2 separate regions of the Capsicum annuum genome follow, and region 1 is linked to region 2. Evidence: chromatin contacts called from public Hi-C data. All regions are on one chromosome and are shown on one strand. The core of a region is the stretch at or near the end of the contact, and the rest is flanking DNA. Distances in the headings are between cores, read along the strand shown.

Region 1 (4,950 bases), core at 358-2,857, 300 kb after region 2:
TGACCCAAGTTGAAAACTGTATCAGTATTGTATATGAACTGTATTTGAACTACGTGAGCCAAAATGACCCAAATTAATAAATGATTATAAAGTGAAAATAGTATATCTAACTAACCACATTTTGGAAAAATATCAAACTTGAGCTATTTGTTTTAAAAGGTGTTATAGAGTGTCCTTTTCCCTTTTAAAATAACAAAGGGCCCATAATACGTTGCTCTTGCAAAACAAATCTTATTCTTCAAACTTCACCATGGTCATTTTTTTTTAGCATAACTAAACTTTTCCTGCTATGTTTGGAGTTTGAGAAAGAGCCAAATCAAAAGGATTTATTGTATGCAATCTTACTTTGTATTTTTGCGAGAAATTTATTTCAGCCTTAGTAATTGAAAATTAATCATTCGTATATTTTACCAGTCTATTATAAAATTTGAAACTTCAGAACAATGATTAAGCTTACATAATGAAAACCAAAAAAATGCCTGATTAATGCGATTTCAAACAAATATTCTTGAAATTGGGTTGATTTCACTTCCAAGAACTAACAATAATTGGGCCACAGGATTGGGCCTTAGTTCAAATCCCCCCACCCCACGAAACCAAATTGCTCATAGCATGTTGCTCTTGCAAATCCTTAATTATCATTCTCCAAAGTTTACTAATAGTTGTTTTGGAGCCTTAACCAAAAATGACAGCTCGGTGCATTAAATTCTCATTATGCACAATATTTAAAAAAGAATTGGATCATAAAAATCTATTATACATAATCTTATTCTGCAGCTGTGCAAGATGTTATTTTTAGCCTTAGCAATTGAAAAGTAATCACTTATAAATCAATTTGAGACCTCAGAATATAACTATTTTTTTTTTCAAATAAATAAGAATGAATAATGGCTACCGAACACTATTTCAACCAAACAATTCAACCAAATATTCTTAAAATGGGTTGATTGCATATCATACAACAACAACATACTCAATGTATTCCTACAAAGTAGAGTCTGAGCAGGGTAAAGTGTACGCAATCCATACCACCACTTCAGATGAAGTTTGGAGGCTGTTTCCAAGTTTGATTGCATAATATGAACTAATAAAATTGCGAAAAATAACATAAACGTACACCTTAACTTAATATATTTACACAAATCCCCACCTTACAAAATAATTATAAAAATCTCAACAAATTATGTATCTTCGTTTGATGTATCGGGAGCTAATTATGTATTTCGATTGATCCAAAATCGAAAAAAATATATTGGGAGCTAATTATGTCTCTTTAATTATGTATCTTGATAGATCTAAAATCAGAAAAATATATTGAATCTAATTATGTATCTTTCCAAAGGAAAAAATGTATGTTCGTTGGATGTATTATGTATTTCGACAGATTCAAAATTGAAAATTTTTTTATCAGGAACTCATTATATATCTTTGTTGGATCTATCAGGGCAGAGCGAAAATCGGAATTTTCTATAATTAGGCAAAATATCAGAATTTTCAGTAATTAAACTCCAAACTATGAGAATTTATATTGTTCTTACAAAAAATTGGGCCTTAGTTCGAACCCCCGAATTGGGCCTTTACCCCCCACCCCACCCCAAACAATAAAGGCCCATAATTCATTTACCCCAGGTTCAAAAACCCTAATCTCATTCATCAATCCTCACTCGGTAGTGCTGCTCTATACTTCCATTATTATTATTAGCCAAAAAACCAAAACCGCCGCATTCCCACTAGCAGAGCCACCATGGTTGCCGCCAAGAAAACCGTAAAATCAAAATCCTCTCTTTATTAATCTCTGCATATAATTTTTTTTTGATTTAACAATTAAATCAAGAAAATGCATTTTTTTTTTTAATATTAAAGATATTTTTTTTTTTTTTTGTTTTTGGGAATGCAGAAGAAGACCCATGAGAGCATTAACAATAGGTTGGCTCTGGTGATGAAGAGTGGAAAATATACTTTGGGTTATAAGACTGTTCTTAAGACCCTTAGGAACTCTAAAGGTCAGTTCTTTTTTAGTTAAGTTTGTTGTTTTTGTTTTGCATTTAAATGTAATAATTGTATGTTTATGATTAATAAAGTAGAACAACAACTAGATTCCCAGTGTAATGGTACAAGTGACCTTATTATGCATTGTTGTAGATGGTCAAACATGGTTATGTTTGCATTTTAAAAGCAGAGTTTAAGTGTTGTGCACGGTCAGTGTACAAAATATTTTACACTATAGCAGGTTACCCAATATTTTGCATAAAAATTGAAAAAAGAAAAAATTGGTCAACCTGCAACAGCAGGTAAGTTTACCTGTTAGTGTAGAATATTTTGTATACCGATGGTGCACAAAACTTAAACTCTTTAAACTATGTCAAGTGATGCAGCTGGTGAATTTATGTTAAATGTTTGATCAAGGTTGTGTTAAAAAGTTGATCTTTTGCTCATTATTGTGCATAGCTATAGTCGTAGATCTTTTCATTTGATGTCAAGCCATGCAGTTGGTATATGTAAAAATGTTCGATCAAACCAACAGAATGCTTGAGTGTAATTTGTGTGCGTGTGTGTGTGGGTGTTGGGGGGGGGGGGTTAGGGTTTACACAAGACCAGTGGTGAAGCTAGAATTTTCACCAAGGGGGTTCGTGCAAAATGGCCGAAGGGGGTTCAACATTAACTATGTATACATAAAAAATAATTTTAACCATTTGTAAATAGTATAATTTTCCGCCGAAGGGGGTTCATACAATATGTGCACAGTAGATGATCAATTAGGTACTGTGTGAATAGGAGGCTCTGGTAGCCATAAGGTGGCTCCACCCCTTATTTAACCATGCATAGCTGTGTGGATAATACCCCCCTAGCCATAAGGTGGTGCCACCCCTGCATAGGACCTTTGTGAGGATGTAGGCTGTTTTCAATATATCCTAGACTTAAAGGAGGTGAAAGCAAAGATAGATTGGAAGGAAAATAACGACTACAAAATAGCAAGATTGATACAAGAAAAACAAGGAACTCACGAAGTGACTCAAAACAGTCCACAAACACCTCTCTCGGATTCACAACACAACACTAGAATGAGAAGATAACAAGGTGTTTGACGCCTATTTCAGCCAACCCAAACTAGCTTAACAACACATAAAATGAAGAACAAGAAGGCAACAATTTCGTCCAACAAGAACAAACACAAACCGAGAGTAGAGAACAAGAACAACACAACAAGTTTGCAAGAATGAAAAGGATAAATAGTGAGACAAAGATTATTACAAGATTAAGAACCAAGTGTATTTCAATACTAACCCCTAATGAATGTAATAATCAACACCACACTCTTACGGTGACCGCCAAGGGAACCAACGCACCTCAAGATCCACCGTTTCCAAGCAAAGGTCAGTGTTGGCTTTTCCAAGTCCTAAACTACAATGGCTATTCCAAGCCCTAACTAAGACTAAACTAAGGTGTTCTACTCTCAAAGAGAGGACTTTCAATGTTTCAATATTTCATCATTCATCAACTAAAGAGAAAACACCTAAAATGTACTACTTATAGTATATTACAAAAGGAGACAAAAAGACCACACTACCCTTAATGACCAAGGGTGGCCTTGGTCTGTTGGAAGACAATATGAATTGTCCAAAATGTAAGCTTGTGGTTCTTGGGTTACCATCAATGTAAGCTTCCAAGCAACCTTCCGTACACGGGATTGCTTTAAGTCATGCTCAAAACGGGCCTTCCTTGCATATCCTTGTGCTCTCGGTGCGACCAAGTCTTGAGCCTTTAGGTGTTGGCCTCCAAAAATGTCATCAAAAGCTAAGGCGGCCATTTGACTTGTATCAAAGCTGAACAAAGCAAAATAAGCTACATACAATAGTAAAAATTGATCAATAAGGTACTGTGTGAATACTAATTAATATTGATCTCTGGTAGATTATTATGCATAGTTGTAGATGGTCAACCGTGAACTTTGTTTGGTTTTTCATTGTATGTTAAGCCACGCAGCTGGTAAAGATATGTTAATGTTTGATTGAAGTAGTGTTAGAAAGCTCATCTTTAGCAGATTATTATGCACAGTAGATGATCAAACATGGGTTTTGTTTGACAAGAAATGTCATTCTGATTTAAATTTTTTCTAGGTATATATTCTCTGTATTCTTTCTCTCTCTCTTTTTTTTTTTTTTTTAAATTGAATATATCCTATGTATTCTTGCTGGTTGTAGTTCAAAACTCTTTTAGGTTAGTAAACTATGCGGTAAATGTTTAATGAGAAATTTTAACTTTGTTGCCATGGCTATGTTGATTAAAATTAAATATTGAGAATGATGGCATTATATATCTTCAAAATGTGTTTGTTTTCTGGCATCTTAGAGATTGATCTTTACAAGTTGAACGGGAAAAATGTTATTGTTGTCGCTGATTATGGATATGTACTGTTATGAGAAAGTTGTATTGACTGTGATGTAGCTTGAGTTTCTAAGTTTTGCTTTGGCAAATTACAGGAAAACTTATCATCATTGCCAACAACTGCCCTCCACTCAGGAAGTCCGAGATAGAGTATTACGCTATGTTGGCAAAGGTTGGAGTCCACCACTACAATGGAAGTAAGTACATCTCTTGTGTGTATGAACTGTAAGATTTAGATGTCTGAACCTTTTTCTTGTGCTTTCATAACATTCTTTATCTTGGAATCTGAATTATGTTACTTTGATTTTCAGTACCTTTTGTTTGTTCGAACTGTTGGAAATGTTCTATGAAAGTTCCATTTGATGACTGCTTTGTATTAACAAATTCCTCATAAATTCATTGACTATACAAGATTTATAAAGCACAGTTCCTAAGTTTAAGTGATGGTTGGATCATTTTTGTTGAACCATAACTAAGCCTGAGCAGCTAAGGGTGTACAATGCAACAAAAGAGGTTGATTTTGGAGATAGCTATTTGACCAGTGTGGTGAGAGCATAAAGTATA
Region 2 (4,463 bases), core at 1,354-3,853:
GAGGTGTTAATGATAAATTGGAAGCTTGGAGACAAACCCTGGAGTCTAAAGAGTTCAGGTTGAGTAGGACCAAAACGGAGTACTTAGAATGCAAGTTTAATGACTTGAGGCAGGAGGACGAGGGGTAGTGAAGTTGGATTCTCAGGTGGTTTGTAAAAGGGATAGTTTTAAGTATCTTAGAGCCATGATTCAAGGGAATAGAGAGATTGATGAGGATGTCTCTCATCGTATTGGGGCAGGATGGATGAAATGGAGACTCGCCTCGGGGGTTTTGTGTGACAAAAGGGTGCCTCCCAAGCTAAAAGGTGAATTCTATAGAGTTGCTGTCCGTAAGGCCTTGGATGGTTTTAGGCAGGGTAGGGGTAGGCCAAAGAAATACTGGAGAGAGATGGTTAGACGTGACTTGGAGCAGTTAAAGCTTACTGACGACATGACCCTAGATAGGAAGGTATGGAGAACGCATATTAAGATAGAGGGCTATTGTGTGTGGATGAGTCGTAGTCAGTAGTTAGGAGTGCTTTGGGGTAGCTTGGCTAGTAGTCATAGGGCTTTGTACATAGGTTGGAGCGTCTAGTTAGGTGGGTTGGGGGGAGGTGTGTGTCTTTGGTTTGTTAGCATATGGTATTTCCTTGTGGGTGTTGTATCTCTGTTACTATATCTTGTTTCTTGTTCTATGACGATTTTGTTTACTGTCATTGTGTCCTGAGTCGGGGATCTATCGGAAACAGCCTCTCTACTTCTTCGGAGGTAGTGGTATGGACTGCGTACATTGTACCCTCCTCAGACCCCACTATGTGGGAATATGCTGGGTTTGTTGTTGTTGTTGTTGTATGTTTCTATCTTCTTGATAAGTGTTTACTTTAGAACTATTATGATTTGTTCTTGCAAAATCAACTGCTACAAACAGCTCCCCTAAAATAAATAGCATAGAAGACAGCGCCTTCTGCTTCTGCAAAAGTGATTATTGGAAGCACTTTCTGTCTACATAACACTAATATCTCTCATTTCAGGTGTGAAGTTGGCATCCAAGAAGTTCCAAAAGATTCTGCATTGGGAAGATTACGCGGAAGTGATAACGTGGTATGAATTGTGCACTTTCAACTCCCATTTTGCTGTTTCTTGGTCCATCCTTATTCCGTTACCTTTTTTCCGTTGGGAATTTACTCTCAATTGCTATGGATGTTTAACTACATAGTATGCATCGTTATTAGATTATCAAGGTAAAACATTTTTAATTGTCCAAACCCCTTTTGTGATGTCAGTGTAGTCATGTATAACATCATGCTGCTGATATTTTTTTTTTTCTTTTAATACTGTTGTGCGTTCAATCGATCTCCCAATTGTAGCAAGTGCACTATACCATCATGCTGTGATTCTAAAGAATATGAATATGTCTTTTCTACATCCTTACCCATGCCTAGGCGAACGCCTTGCTTTGTCTTACACTATGCATCATCTGGTGTTGCCTTGCAAAACTGTGCAGCTAAGGTCTTCGATTCTACCTTAATCCTAAAATGTACCCCTTGAACGTAGGAAGTTATTCAAACAGTAAGATTAATGACTGCATTTGTCGAAGAAGGGCAATGGTGACTCTGTGTCTGTCTTCGTTTGTCTACAGGTGGAGATATACACCCGTTGTTACGAGAAACGACCTTTGGTTATCCAAGGTGCTGGAGCAGGAAATGATACCACTGCAGCTGGTGTCCTAGCTGATATCCTTGACATTCAAGATTTATTCCCATAAACCAAGTGTTATACACTGCGATTCAAACATCCAATACTCAAAGGACGAAAGAAGTTTTGTCCATCGGCTAGCACATGGAATTTTGAAAAATTTCTCTATACGCGGGAGTTGCCAGTTTACAGTAAATTGCTGCATAACGACTGGAATGGAAAGTGTAAATTGAGCCATATATTTGCCTCAGTGCTAGACCATTTTGGTACCTGAACTTTTGATGTATGAAATGTTTTATGATCATGCTCATAATCTCCATTTTCCAGATATATACTTTTAGAAAATATTTATCTCACCAACCAAATACATGAAAGATGACTTTCATGATATCTTTTAGATGCACATATTCCTTCCGGGGGACAATTGGGGTCTGGAAATAAGTCTTTATGACAATCAACAATTCGCTTCATTTGCAATTAGGCCTAGCTCTAGCCTCTTTGACAAGAGAACACTTCACAAAATGCGCTTTGACAGCGAATGAGATCCTTAAAATTCAATCAGAACAACTTTAGGTGGGTAAGATATAGGATTCTTGTATAAGTCGCGTGGATCACAAGTAGTAAAAGTGAACGTAGGGAGTAAAAGAGAATGAATTACACCAAAATGTTAATGATGTTTCATTCTAAAAAAAAATGTTTGGTAAAATGGACAAATAGAAGAACCAAATGTTTACTCTTTGCTTCCTTCATTACTTCAACTACTAACACAACCACCAGACACCAACCCAGCTCAGAAATCCAACCAGATACCTCATTGTATTCCATGGCAACTGACCCCAACTTGTTTGGGACTGAGGTGTAGTTATTGTTATATCTAAAGTAGCAACCAGTAGGTCCTCCATCAGGCAAAAGAGCTAGCTTGACAGGTCCTTCAGCACCTTCTTCAACAGGCATTGTTCCAGTGTGCCAGTTTATATCCGTGTTGACGTATCCAGGATGGACACAATTGATGCACATTTTCGGGTACCTTCTTGCAAGGATTCTGGTGTAAGCATTAAGTGATACTTTTGAAATGCTATATGCTGGTAGCATCATCTGCCAACCGTTCACTTCCAGAGCATCTTGTTTCAGATCATACAGAAATTTCTGGAGAATCTTGTCGATTTTATCTTCTGTTAGGTTTTCAATATCTCCGAGCTCTTTTCTCCTCTCCTCTGCTCATTTGGTACTTGCTGCATGAGAATGAAAAAAATCGATAAGAAATATGAAATGTTATGATATCGTGTTCCCATCTTGTTTCTTCGATTACCAATCAAGAAAAACACAAGGATCCGTCTGCTATCTGTTGGATTTAATTTTCAGACTGAAAATGACTCAAGGTTATAAGGATATGGTCCTTTGGATGTTGATTGAGATAATTAATACAATCCCTTGAAATACAAGACTTCACCTAGAGTCGACTCTACTTGGATTCGAACCTGATTTCCAAATTGTCGCGCAAACTTTTAAATCGCAAGGTCACTTAGGCTTAGCACATTAATTTCAACTACAGCATACCTGGTATAATCCCACAAGTGAGGTCTTGAGAAGATAGGATGTAATAGACCTTACCCGTACCTTTGTGGGATAGAGAGGTTGTTTCTGACAGATCCTCGGCTCAAAAGAAGAGTTCGGAAGCAGGATTGTAAAAAAAAATATGACGGCAAACTAACAAGGTACAAAGCAAATGCAGTAACAGATAGAAATACACACTGAAGAATAAGAGACTACACAACTACTCTTAAATCTCCTTACTGGCGCATCCACACACACCTTTTTCACTTGTCTGAACCATCTTAAATCTTGAACAACCCTAACAAAATTCTAGGCTTAATCACCGGTCACCAAGGATAAACGAGACACTTCAAACAAATTGAAGGTTTCATTCTGATAATATATTAGCCAAAATTACAACTAGCTTGAAAACTAATACTCAAAGCACAAAAGAACAGGAATTGTGGACGCGCTGATAATCAATTTATGGGTGCGGGCTTGTGCTAAACGGTGGCAAACCGTGCAAAAACTTCTACTAACTTTGCTCTGGCAACTCTATAAGAAATGAATAGAAAGATGGGTCTTACCTTTAGTTCACTTCTAAGGGAGGAAACATTAACAATTCTTGCTGAAGTAGAATTTTGTAGCAGCGGAAGAAGAGCTTCAGTAACATTCTTATCACCATAGTAATTAGTGTCCAAGCATAATTTGGCACTCTCGTAGGTTGTTTTCATCGCAACTTGAATGACATTGACAGCTTTCCCTGCTAACTGTTTGCAACGATAAGCATATTGGTAAGTCCCATTTACATCAATATAATAATACCTCAATCAAAAATAAAGGTAACCGTATTATATCGATTGCATAAAGCCGGCAGTAACGACATAACCAGGGAAAGTATACAAAAAAGACTTTTTTTTTCAATTATATTGGATAATTAGCCTGCTATATTAGATTAGAATTAGTTAGTGATCCAGACTTAGTGAGTCTGTTGAGAACTTGTTAGCGATCCCGACTTAGAGTCTTTACTATTGTCATGAGCTTTTGCCATCTATATGGATTTTTCCGAGGTATAAAATAGAAGTTCCGATGGCTTTGGTTACTCTAACCATCCCCACCACAAATCTTTTCTTTGGTTACGGTATCTCACTATGAAAACAAAAACAACAACATACCCAGTGTATTCGCACAAAGTGAGGTCTGGGGAGGGTAAGTGCATGTAGTCCATACCACAAGTGCATGTAGTCCATAACACT

What was found. Hi-C and Micro-C count contacts between places; a contact is called where the count stands out from the background.
Region 1: a contact with region 2 is called in a Hi-C map of leaf, with 3 times the contacts expected there. The contact joins the promoter of LOC107848475 here to the enhancer-like site in region 2. A contact is called at or near these places in 4 of 5 Hi-C or Micro-C datasets (bud, leaf and placenta).

Annotation. Positions count from the first base shown.
Region 1 is chr11:219,610,609-219,615,558 of UCD10Xv1.1, forward strand. It overlaps LOC107848475 (60S ribosomal protein L30), which reads left to right and starts at 1,608. Exons shown (of 5, transcript XM_016693246.2): 1 at 1,608-1,765; 2 at 1,898-2,003; 3 at 4,482-4,583. The coding sequence starts at 1,745.
Region 2 is chr11:219,307,073-219,311,535 of UCD10Xv1.1, forward strand. LOC107848347 (bifunctional aspartokinase/homoserine dehydrogenase) reads left to right here. Exons shown (of 12, transcript XM_016693098.2): 11 at 1,011-1,080; 12 at 1,619-2,027. The coding sequence ends at 1,744. LOC107846912 (salutaridine reductase-like) reads right to left here. Exons shown (of 5, transcript XR_007047025.1): 4 at 3,795-3,977; 5 at 2,243-2,906. Among protein-coding and RNA genes, the nearest start is that of LOC107846912, 5.9 kb to the right of the region's middle. Within about 2 kb of position 2,604, at least 3 of the 5 cell types and tissues checked have an H3K27ac peak or open chromatin away from gene starts, as enhancers often do. A contact at or near this core is called in bud and leaf, where this site is marked.